Linked DNA regions of Zea mays: all the other regions are linked to region 2. A link is a contact called in public Hi-C data. All regions are on one chromosome and are shown on one strand. The core of a region is the stretch at or near the end of the contact, and the rest is flanking DNA. Distances in the headings are between cores, read along the strand shown. Region 1 holds the start of LOC103632739 (myb-related protein 306). Region 2 has its middle 70 kb from the start of LOC103632738. Region 3 has its middle 72 kb from the start of LOC103632739.

Region 1 (3,943 bases), core at 480-2,979, 260 kb after region 2:
AAATAGTTGTTCGGAGGTGGTCGGCGCTTTCTGCATTATGGCTCGGACAAAGGCCGAGTCATTGGACCCCCTGTAGAAATCTTCAATCACCGCTGCCTCGGTGACTTCGGGGATGCGGTTTCACATGGTCTGAAACCTCTTGAGGTATGACCGAAGTGTTTCATCGCCCTGGCGCCTGATGGATTTGAGGTCCCATGGTTGTGCCGGCTTGTCAGAGAGGGACTGGAAGTTGGCGGCAAACCACCGACTGAAGTCGCTCCAATCGTCGATGCAGTGACGTGGCAGATGCCGTAGCCACTGCAGTGCATCTTGCCCCAGGACGATGGGCAAATATGCTGTCATTACGTCTTCTGTTGCCCCGACGGCCCGAGCGGCGGTCGTGTAGACGACCAACCAGCCCCCAGGTCCTGCTTAGGCTCGTACTTGTCAACGTTGGAGACTTTAAAGTTAGGGGGCCACTGGATGGCCCGGAGACGCGGAGTAAGCGCGGAGACTCCACATGTGTCTTCTTGTCGTCATTCATGATGTCGGTCCTAGGGAGGGGAGTCGGTGGTGTGTCGTCTCGACCGTCCCCGGATCGGGCGACTAGTTGAGGCCATAGCCGACTCAACTCGGGTGGCGTGACTTCGAGCCGGGATGCCGTGGTCCCGGTCATACTCCTCCCGGTGCCTTATCTCATTTTTGTGTCGTCGATCGCGTGAAGCGTTGATGGAGCTCCGCGCGTCACATCGAATGTTGATGGCGTGGCGGAGGTAGCTCGGGAGGTGAGTAATGGGCAGAAGGTGATTAGCTGCTCGAGTAAGCAGTAATCGGTAGCCTTCTACGTCTGGAGTTCGCGGGAGGCCATCAGCTATCTGGGTCAGCACTTCTCTGACTTCACTCGGCGTGTTTATTGCACGGGCGAAGTCGGGGTTCAGGTTCCGAGCGAAAAGAGGGCTCTCTCGGCGCAACCTCACGCCCTGCTCGGCTTGCTCCCGCTCTTGGTCCTGAGCCTGTCGGCGATCACGCCGGCGAGAATTCCGTCTTTCTCGGTATATTCGCTCGTCGGGAGTTTCTCCCACTTCTGAAACTTCATCCCGGGATACGGGCTGCGCTGGGTCCCGCTCACCAGCCTCGTGATGTCGCTGAATATTCCGGCATTTGTTCCTTCGTCGCCGTGCTTCACGCTGGGAAGGTTCTTCCCCTTGCACGGTCGGCTCATCGTCAGATATGGGAGACGACTCCAATCTCCACCTGATGAAGAGGATGTCGGGTAGAACAGAGTTGTTGCGATGGCGTGTTTCTTTCCGTCCTCCTTTGAGAGTGAAGGTACCGGAAAGATAGTCCGGCGAAGTTCGTCCCCTTTCTCGGGACGTTTACCTCCTTATTTGATTCACTAGCTACTTAGGAAGGTATTCAAATTAATTACCCTGTGCAATCAGCCATTCATGTGCAGGGAAAAAGACGCAGAGAACAGCTGAACACATTTAATTGTAATTACACCATAAAATTTTAAAAACATATCCACGGAAAAGCAAATAAAACAATCCAGGCTATGCGAAAAAAAAAACAATCCAGACTAGCTACCAAACCCGTCGATCGGGTTCAGACGTGAGACACGCCATTGCGGGTTGGCCTCTCCCGGCCCTGTTTCTCCCGTCCCTTTTGAGTTGCCGCGCTGTGCACATCTACCCATCTATCTGTGCTGTGCCCATAAGGGCATGTGGATGTAACATATGTCACGTCGCCGTTGTCCGTTGATTATTAGCTCAGCATTCTCCCGGGGTCAAACTGTGTTCCAGACTTCCAGTGTGTGTGTGCCAGCCACTACTGTACAATAGCTCTCTTCTTTCTCTCGCCGTAGCTTCGCTCGTGCTGTGCGTGTGTGTATATATAAGCATCCTGCCCCCACTCCTTTTATCTCTCTACTCGTCTCCACGGAATCGATCGATCGGTGCTTTGATCTCTGAGCCTGAGCAAGCGGTCGAGCTCACCAACCGCCACGCTCAAGACAGGTCGAGTAGCTAGCTAGCTGCCGGAGTGGAAAAGGAGGCGGTGCAGTGGCATGGGGAGGCCGCCGTGCTGCGACAAGATGGGGGTGAAGAAAGGCCCGTGGACCCCCGAGGAGGACCTCATGCTCGTCTCCTATGTCCAGGAGCACGGCCCCGGGAACTGGCGCGCCGTGCCGACCAACACCGGTGTGTGATGAATCATCTGGTGATGCAGGGCTTGATGACGCGCGCGGCGGATGGAATTGCCTTTCAAGATCCAAGCTCCGAGCTTACTTGATTTTTTTGTTTGTTTGTTGGTTTGGTCGGCACGTGTGCGCGTGTGTGCAGGGCTGATGCGGTGCAGCAAGAGCTGCCGATTGCGGTGGACAAACTACCTCCGGCCGGGAATCAAGCGCGGCAACTTTACCGAGCAGGAGGAGAAGCTCATCGTCCACCTCCAGGCTCTCCTTGGCAACAGGTGATGGTCACTCGCCTGTCGTCGTCTTAAAGCTTTTGTTCCCGTTTTGTTTTTTCCGCTGTAACAAATGGATCGGACAAACCAAATCATCCACGGCACGAGGTGATCGTGTGCTGAGCTTGTTGATCTGCATGCCGTGCACTTGTTGATGTGTCGTGCAGGTGGGCGGCCATAGCATCCTACTTGCCGAAGAGGACGGACAACGATATCAAGAACTACTGGAACACGCATCTTAAGAAGAAGCTGAAGAACATGCAGGGCGGCGAAGGGGGCGCGGGAGGGAAGCGCCCGGCCGTTCCCAAGGGGCAGTGGGAGCGGCGGCTGCAGACTGACATCCACACGGCGCGGCAGGCTCTGCGCGACGCGCTCTCGCTGGAGCCTTCGGCGACGCCGCTGGCCAAGGTGGAGCCTCTGCCGACGGCTCCGGGGTGCGCGACGTACGCGTCTAGCGCCGACAACATCGCGCGGCTGCTGGAGGGGTGGCTGCGCCCGGGCAGCGGCAAGGGGCCGGAGGCGTCGGGTTCGACGTCGACGACGGCCACGACGCGCCAGCGGCCGCAGTGCTCCGGTGAGGGCACGGCGTCTGCGTCGGCGAGCCACAGTGGCGGGGCGGCCGCGAACACGGCGGCGCAGACCCCCGAGTGCTCGACGGAGACCAGCAAGATGGCCGGCAGCTCGGTCGGCGCGGGCTCCGCGCCGGCGTTCTCGATGCTGGAGAGATGGCTGCTGGACGACGGCATGGGGCACGCTGAGGTGGGGCTCATGACCGACGTGGTGCCATTAGGGGACCCCAGTGAGTTCTTTTAATTAAGGCACAAGTACCACCAAAAGCAAACTGATCAAGTAGAGATGCAAGAACAAAAAGAAGAAATTAATCGCCGGGTTAGGTAACTAGTTAAGCAGAAATCCAACAAAACTAACGGGGCGTTTGGATCCCTTCATTTTAGAGGAATTAGAATTCACTCAATAAAGTAACTTATTTAGTTTGGATTTTGACATTCCACCACTTTCTAAAGTTTAGATATAAGTCTATCTCAAATTCATGGGGTAGAGGGTGGGAAATGATTTTATGCATTAGTAGAATTTGTTTCTACTCTGTAACTTACATGACACTCTTCGTCTCACTCATCTATAGTAAAAATGTAGCATATAAATATCTCCGACATCTTGCTAATAATAGTATATAAATATATTTTGTATAAAATCGAATTAGCTTAATTGATATATGCCTAAATTACTATTATTAAAATGGAATTCAATTCCAATGATCCAAACGGGGCGTAAATGTATTTGAATTCTCGGTGAATTTGATCGAGTTGGATGTCGATATAGTTTTTGTTTTAGTCCCTTCTTTTATTTTTTTCTCTGTTGTTTCTCTGATGTTAGGGTTTGTAACTGATCATGTAAGCTTATACTAATGACAGGTTCCTAAATGGACCCTGCATGAAAATACATCTTATAAATTAAAAGATCTATACATTGAGATGTTATAATA
Region 2 (3,836 bases), core at 924-3,423:
TTTCACGGATTTGGTGAAAAGAAAAGTTCACGACGCTGGAGAAGAAAAATAAATGGACACCTCGATGAAGAGAAATCCTTGTTCGCTTGGCTTTAGGCTCCCTCTTCATGAATTGCAGCTGTAATGGTCCGAACAGTTGGTTTTAATCCAAAATGAACACTATGTTTTTCTAGAAACACCAAAAGTAAAACCAAAAAGTTCACGGGCGCGGTTGTAAAACAGTTCAGGGTACAAACATCTGACTGCTACGACACCGTGTTTTCCAGAAACACCAACCGTTGAAACGGCGCGTGAAATGGCTCGACTGCTCGCATCAACAACAGTTAATAAGTACAGCCGGAGCATCGCTGAGCCCTTAACCATGTCAGAGCCGTCCCGTTCATGCTGCAGCAAATCCAATCATTCGGAGCTGGCCGGGTTCGCGCCGCCGGTCCCGGAAATATAATTGTCTAGAGCCCCACTTAATTAGGCGCTATTCAGCGGAGCTGAGTACAATGGCAGCGTATGCTTGGCTGCCCCCACGTACCTAACGCCCGGCCCAACGACGAGCAGCTGTAGCCTGCAGTAGCTCAGTGAGTGCGTAGGCAGCACGCAGCAGGCAAGCAAGACGAAAGAGGGAGCCTGGATTTCAGTGGCCCCCGCCCCCATGCTTGTTGGTGGCTCGGATACCGCCGCCGGAAGTGGACGGTGAGCGCGAGGTTTTCGAGCTGAGGGCCATGCATATGCGCGCACGGCCGTCGCCAAAGAGGGGCGCGGACGGCACGTACGTAGCAGGGGGGGGGGGGGGGGGGAGGGTGTAAGATACGATCGAATCGATCTAGCACTCTAGTTCAGCTACTTTCTTGCATTGTGTCGCTTTCCAGCCATGGATGGGGCCGCGCGATGTGCACAGGTGAAAAAAAGGGGTTCCTTCCTCGCTTTGGAGAGCAACGATGCTAAGCAAACTCTGTGCCGCCGGAGGAGCGTGGACGTACCTCGTCACGCAGAGGGCCAGAGGCAGAGCCGAATATTGCAGCAGCCTTGCGGGCGATAAGAAGATCACACGCGACGGAAAGCGGGGGCCGAAAGCAGCGTGGGCGTCGTCGGCCGAGAAGGATGTACGGTCACGGTCAGCGTTCTCGTCGTCGTCGGCTGTCTCTATTTTGCGCGGTGTGGGTGTGGCCGCGTGGGAACGGGAGGCGCCGAGACGGCCGTCGTCGAGATGGATACATGCATGCATTTGGGCTTCTGCGTACATTTTGGTTCGGCTGCTGCTTGTCGCGGTGCGGCCGTCGTCGGCGCGCGCGGGAACGCGCCGCCGACTTTGCTACGCACTAGCACCTCGTCGTCGTCGGCGGCGGTTGGTTACGTTCTCTTGTCATGCTTTTCCGTCCCGGCGCTTGATTGACTCTTCTGCTGCGGACCGCGTCATCGTCATGGGATGGGAACGAAGCAAGGCCAGCTAAGGTCGTTCCTCCAGAAAAAAATAAAATAATGTTCTCTGCTGAGTTGAGATGATGTCAGGGTAGGCATCGGTTACAGATTCGCTGATGCACACTGCAACCGAATAAGAGGTTTGCTGTTACTTTTATGCCTCCTCGAGTAGTTGTGTCTGTGTACCCCACGGACGAATCTAAGTTTAGGTGGAACAAATTATATCGATTGAGGAGGCTGTTAGAAAGTATTTTACATTATTTACTTGGTGATCAGCTAAAAAAATTAGTAGTTTTTTTTTTGAAATTTGGGGAGGATTAGGGATTTAAGAGCATGCTCGATCTCGGAGCGGTTCGTCACTAGCGTCGGCCCGGGGTCGAGCAGTGCCTTTTGGTGATGAATATACAACGATTTGTAATTTAGGTTATTTAGAATGATGATTCAATGTTTCATATTTATATGCTATTAACTTATTATAAAATATAATAATAATGGTTAAAGTGCATCTCACGAGCTGAGTCAGTTTTTTTTTTCCAGCTCGTTGAATGGACGAACTAAACCGAGTTTGGAGCTCGTTTCTAACCCTATCTGTAAGTGTCGGTACTGGGCCGGAAGCTAGCCTCTTTGAAAGATGACGTATTTTTGCTCCGGGGAAAAGGAGAAGATGGCCGATGTGACTGGTGAAGCCCATTGCAGGCTCGCAAAGTCGCAACGCCAGATATGAGAGACCCTAAACCTTCTCTGTCTCCTGGATACTTTTGGGCTTCTGCACAGGCCCATTAACGTGAAAGAAATTGACATTTTATGGATCAGGCTCGTATATGGTACATTAGGCCTCCTTCGTCGTTTGCACTTCGATGTGATAATTTTCCAATGTGAAATGTGCACTGTCACTTGTTCACGTGAATTTCGATTTCGTCTGGAAGCTCAGTTTTTATTTATAAGAACTTGTTGAGCACTATATTTGATAGTGGCAACGAATGGACGGGTCCGGCCATGTGGTTCGAATGGTACGTATCGGGCGGACTGCAAATGTAGCTCGAACGATCCACAAATAGATTAAATAAAGTGAGAGTCCTTGTCTTGCACGTGTTTATCCAACTAAGCACGTAAGCATCGATTGGGATAGGTCTAGAAATAGGTCCAGACCTCTTTCTATATATAAAGGGAACAACCGATTGAAACACAATACATTCGAACCAATCAATCTATTATCATTGCCTTTAACAGTAGTAATTAATCTTTTTCATCCCTAATCTTCACTACTCTTCGACTCTACCGTCTAGAGGCATCTTAGGTGGCATGCTGACCACAAGACAGCTCTGGAATCTTTCTTCCCTGACGGGTCGCCTCCGAGGGTGACAGACTCTACCAGCAGTACAACTGAGCCCACGTACCAGATATTAAATCAAGAATAACAAATATTACACTTTATTTTAGTCAAAAGACTAAAAAGGTATGAGTTGAAAAAGAGCTCGACCTCTTCTTTTAATAGGTCGCTCGGTCGTTCGTCCTACTGCAGCTAGCGAGGTGATACTAAGTGTAAGCGCTGCGCTGTGTAATTTCCTGTCATGTTATATTTGGATGGTTTTTCATGGTTTATCTGTGTAGTAACGACACACTAGTAGACGAGAAGAGATGGAAAAGAACATATCTAATTTCACATGTGTGAGGTAACGATCACTGAAAGACGAGAAGCTAGAATAAGAATAGGTTTGCGCTTTGCGGATGACACACAAAACTAATTTTTATAGGAGTAGAGACATGGCAGACGTGGTGCCCTACATCCGTGCGCACGAACGCGTAAGTGGCAGCGCTATCCCACTACGACTTTGTTTAGTACTCTAATATTCACCCGATACATATGTATTGAAGTGGATTGAGTGTAAATTAACCTAATTTTCACTCCAATCCACCTTAGGCCTTGTTCATTTCACTGTTAATCCATCTGGATTGGGTGATATTGAGTCGTATAGATGTCCAAACAGTGCGGGCCGCCCGTTTGGCCCGTGGCACGACACGAATTTAGCCCGATCCAAACATGGCCCGACACGGTCGGTTACGGGCCCGGGCCGGCACGACCCGTTTAGCGGGCCGGGTATGGGCAGATACGGCGGCCCGCGTGCTTTGGCCCGGCCCGGCCCGATAAATGGGTCGGCCCGACGGTGGCCCGCATATTTATGTAAATATTAAATATGTAAATACATTTAATTCTTTCATAGTATGTAAATACTAAATACGCGGCCAAACATATATAAAATGCATACATAAATATTTTGTTGTCTTAATATATATAAATAATATGCTATTATATATATTAATTCTGTTAAATATATGTATTTATATACCGTTCTACTGTTGGTTCGGGCCAGTGCCCGGTCCGGTCCGTTGAGGCCCACCGGGCCAACGGGCCGGCCCGGCAC
Region 3 (4,148 bases), core at 431-2,930, 330 kb after region 2:
AACCTGACATGGGGACCCTTCCTGGTGGGCTCTTTGCCGAGTGTCTCAGGGGGCACTCGGCAAAGGTTGAATCTTTGCCGAGTGCTACAGGGCAGACACTCGGCAAAGTTAACTCCTTTGCCGAGTGTCATCCTTGACACTCGGCAAAGAAGCCGTCTCCGTTACCTCGTCGCCGTAACGACCACTTTTCTTTGCCGACCTCTTTGCCGAGTGCCCGAGAAAAAATACTTGGCAAAGAAGGCTTTGCCGATGTACTGTTTTGCCGAGCCTTCTTTGCCGAGTGCGACACTCGACAAAGCCTTTGCCGAATGTTTTTGGGCTTTGTCGAGTGCTTTGGGTACTCGGCAAAGCGCCCGTTTCCGGTAGTGGCTCACAAACTTGGTCTGAACTTTATCTAAAAAAACAAACTTGGTCTGAACAGGACGATTCCAAGTATCCAAGCATCGTTTTATTCTGCAGCCTGCAGGCGTGGCGGCAGCACTCTTGCGAGACAGCGGGACGACTGCCATGACGATGCTCTGTAGTCTGCATCGCATGTACGAGGGCTAACCAGCCCCCTCATGGATATGCACCAGCACCAGGCCGCAGCGGCCGGCCGCCGGCAGCCATAGAAAAAAAAAGAGAGAAATAAAGGGTCAACAAGGGACCCGGACGGAGTGCAATGCCATGCGATGCGGCCTTGGAAACGTATAGGGACGGACGGGAGTAAATGTCGTCGGGCTAGCTCTCGCGTTTGCAGATTTTGTAGTAGGGCGCCATTGACATCTTCCTTCCCTGCTTTCTCGGCACTGCGCTGCTGCTTCATGCATGCATGCATGAGCCACACCTATCTGAAGCTGTAATAAAGAAAACCTCATGGTGGTTGATGGAAAGGTTCGGCTGTTTGGACCGTTGCATGGGTGCTCCAGTTGAGGCATATGTGAATCATAAAATACGTATACTATTGAATCTTAAGTCGTATCTTTACATACACACATATATGTTTAATGTAGAGACTTTGGAGGACTAGTTATATACCACTCAAAAATTTCAGTGCATGCAGATGCATGGAGAAGGAACATACATGCATGCATGGTTGAATTGAACGCTGGCACTTGCTTGTTGTGAAGAAAGCTTCAGGGATACATAGTCAATGCAAAGGAAAGAGAAAGACAGAGGGAAAGAGATCAGAGAGTGAGAGAGAAAACAATGGGCCAAAGGGGTTGTTTGGTTGTTTGGTTCAGCTTTTTTTCGTTCAGCTTTTTCAAAAATTTGGATGTAGGGAGAATCTGGTTACGGGGAGAATCTAAATATCATGAGAATTACGTTCGGAGAAAGATTAAGATGTTCATAAGGTTTAAAAACTATAAAGCGATGGATTCTTACCATTATCATTATAACAACTCGGCCCCGATTATGTGTTTATGTTGATTTTATATGATTTTTACCAAATCGATTTTTATAGAAGCTGGCTGAAAAGCTAAGCGTTTGACAGTCTATAGCAGTTTTTGGTGTCCAGAATCTGAAAAGGCTGAATAAAACAGGGCCAATGTAATATGACCATACTTGAGAGTGATGGAATTGAATGCTGCAGAGCAAAAGAGAAAACGAAAGCGGCATAAATGCATGTCCTACACCACTGCACATCTGATAGTGCAGCTAGCCAGCACTCAGGAGGAGCAGCTGATCATCGTCAGCTGAATGCATGCCACAGCTGCATACTGTACCTCTCTCTTCCAGTCGTCTTGCTCCTCTTTACTACTCTCCACCGGCTGTAAAGGTCATAAAGCTGAAAAACAACACGAGATCGAAGACGACGACGGCATCGGCAGATGCGTGCGAGGTGTGACATGTGTCCTGTGCCTTGCTTTGATCTCTCTCCCAGTCTGTAAAAGTGAAGCTATACAGATCGCTAGCAGCTCCGCGCGCTGTCCTCACGAAAAATCTACGGGAACAAGAGCAGTAGCAGTTGTGCCCATCCTAATCGACCCGGAGCTGGATCATCGGTCATTCATCACGCTGGCCCGCTTGCTCACCGTGAATTTATTAATGTTGGCCCTGCTGCACAAATAAATAGCAAGTCAACTAACTTTACACTGACACGTGGTACTGCATTCACTGCACCAACGCTAGAGAGACAAATGATGTATGAACATTGAGTCTCTCGCTAATCCTGACCAGGGAATAGGTTTGATTTTATGCTGCTGCTGATGATGATAATGATAATGATAATGATAAGCAGTGTTATTCTTTTTTGCAGCCTCGCTGCTGGGCCGGCCTCTGGCCTATTTGGTAGATTTTCCTGAACTTTATTGAGAATCTGAATTATTAGATAATCTAGCTGTCACGAGGATATGGATATTGTAAGGCTTGCCTGCTGTCGGAATTAGATCCCCGGGACCCTAGAGACCCATGAGTCAGAAGGATGGAAAAGAGGAAGTCCGTTCCATAAGCACCCGTCCCCAGATGACCTCGGGGCGTCAAGCGAGGCGGAACTAGGAAGAGGGGTTAGACGTCAGGGAGCCACTCGAGTGGATTCTGCGTCTGACCGACAGACTTCCCCCGCCACTAATGATCGATTGCATTAACATCGTCTGGCACCAAGCCGCGGCACACAAAGGAGTCGATCCTCCTTCCACTTATAGCCTACACACCCTTGGCCAGAGCTCCACTTATAATCTATGCCCTAGGCCTACGACTCACTCATGGCTAACCTATGCCTGAGTCTCCCTACGAAGCACATAACACGACGAGGGATGCTAAGGGTCAGGCTATGAAGACCCGTGATCGGCATGGAGCAAAGAGAGTAATGATGATGCTCGGACTCCCAGCCACCCACACACGTTGTCCCTACGGACTTAAAGCAGCACAACCAGAGAGCTCAAACGGCAAGGACGAGTACCAACGAACAGACTTCTACCGAGGGTAAAACGTCCTGTTTTACCACAACACAACAATCCCTTCCATGGAAAGCCACTTGTAACCAGGCCCCCTTAGTCTATAAAAGGGGGAGCGTCGACCTAGGGAAAAGGGACAGAGGGCGCAACAACACTCGATGACTTAGCCAGGTAGCGAACACCTTATACATAGATCTTCAGAACCAACATCGCACAAAGACTTGAGATCCTTCCCTCTCTCGTCCGCTTGTAACCCCTACTACGAGCAATCAGCAACAGGGAGTCGGTAGCACGAGCCACTAAAGACTGGAAGTAGGGACGTTCTGCCCAAATCGGTATAAATCTTACGCCCAGTAAGCACACCATCCGGATCCAAAATGCGCATACACAAATTTACTCGTTGGTGCTGGTTCGAAACATCGACAGTTGGCGTGCCAGGTAGGGGATTTTGCGCGTTTTTGAAATCTTCCTCGACGTGCTGTAGATGGCTAGCCACGATGCCGTCTGCCCCCCTCCCCCCAGAATGACCTTTCGCTTCGAGAGCCTCAATTTCGTCGTCAACAATGAAGGGGAGATGGTCAGAGCCCCGAAAGCCCGACCCTTTCTGACCAAGAGCCTTGACACCATCACGGAGGCCCTCGACGGCCTCTGACTCACCCCACAAAAGCAAGACACGGGGCGAGACCCAACCTCGCTCCCCGCAACCGAGAAGATAAGGCAGCAGATCGCAACCCACATGGGGCCCGATCCATCTTACGACGATCTGTGTGCCTTCTTCTTTTCCTACATGAGCTTTGATGTCGCAGTGCGGCGAGGAAGGATTGACCTCCCTTGATGACTTCGATGACATCCCTGTGGCATTTCTACCCTGCTTTTGCAATACCATTGGAGCAATCGCAGATCTCGTGGCTCACGGCCACGTCCCTACGATCGACAAACTTGAATTTGTAGGGATGGTTAGAGGCGACGAAGAACTTTTCTTCGAGGCCCTCTGCTTAGATTTGGGTTTAGATCCTAGCACCCTGACGAGAGACAAGGATAGTCCCCTAGCGACGGAGCGCACGAAGGGCATCCGACCCCCATGGCTTAGACTGCCCTAGCCCGAGGCCCCCGTTTCTCGAAAAACGGGCGCCACCAACGACGTCAGGGAAATGAGGCACCACATGCGATGGGAGCCGGAGGGATCATCAAGCATTATGCTTCTGCCAGGAATCCCTTGTCGTTCTTAGCATAAGAAAACCTCTATTCCACTTGTAACCCTAAAATATCTTC

The links. Hi-C and Micro-C count contacts between places; a contact is called where the count stands out from the background.
Region 1: a contact with region 2 is called in a Hi-C map of leaf, with 4 times the contacts expected there. The contact joins the promoter of LOC103632739 here to the enhancer-like site in region 2. A contact is called at or near these places in 5 of 25 Hi-C or Micro-C datasets (ear, endosperm, leaf and 1 more).
Region 3: a Hi-C map of tassel shows a contact between it and region 2, with 2.5 times the contacts expected there. The contact joins two enhancer-like sites. A contact is called at or near these places in 2 of 25 Hi-C or Micro-C datasets (ear and tassel).

The regions. Positions count from the first base shown.
Region 1 is chr7:117,109,410-117,113,352 of Zm-B73-REFERENCE-NAM-5.0, forward strand. LOC103632739 (myb-related protein 306) reads left to right here and starts at 1,730. Exons shown (of 3, transcript XM_008654481.4): 1 at 1,730-2,177; 2 at 2,319-2,448; 3 at 2,610-3,938. The coding sequence starts at 2,045. The coding sequence ends at 3,255.
Region 2 is chr7:116,851,523-116,855,358 of Zm-B73-REFERENCE-NAM-5.0, forward strand. No RefSeq gene overlaps it. Among protein-coding and RNA genes, the nearest start is that of LOC103632738, 70 kb to the left of the region's middle. Within about 2 kb of position 2,174, at least 18 of the 20 cell types and tissues checked have an H3K27ac peak or open chromatin away from gene starts, as enhancers often do. A contact at or near this core is called in ear, leaf and tassel, where this site is marked.
Region 3 is chr7:117,180,596-117,184,743 of Zm-B73-REFERENCE-NAM-5.0, forward strand. No RefSeq gene overlaps it. Among protein-coding and RNA genes, the nearest start is that of LOC103632739, 72 kb to the left of the region's middle. Within about 2 kb of position 1,681, at least 10 of the 20 cell types and tissues checked have an H3K27ac peak or open chromatin away from gene starts, as enhancers often do. A contact at or near this core is called in ear and tassel, where this site is marked.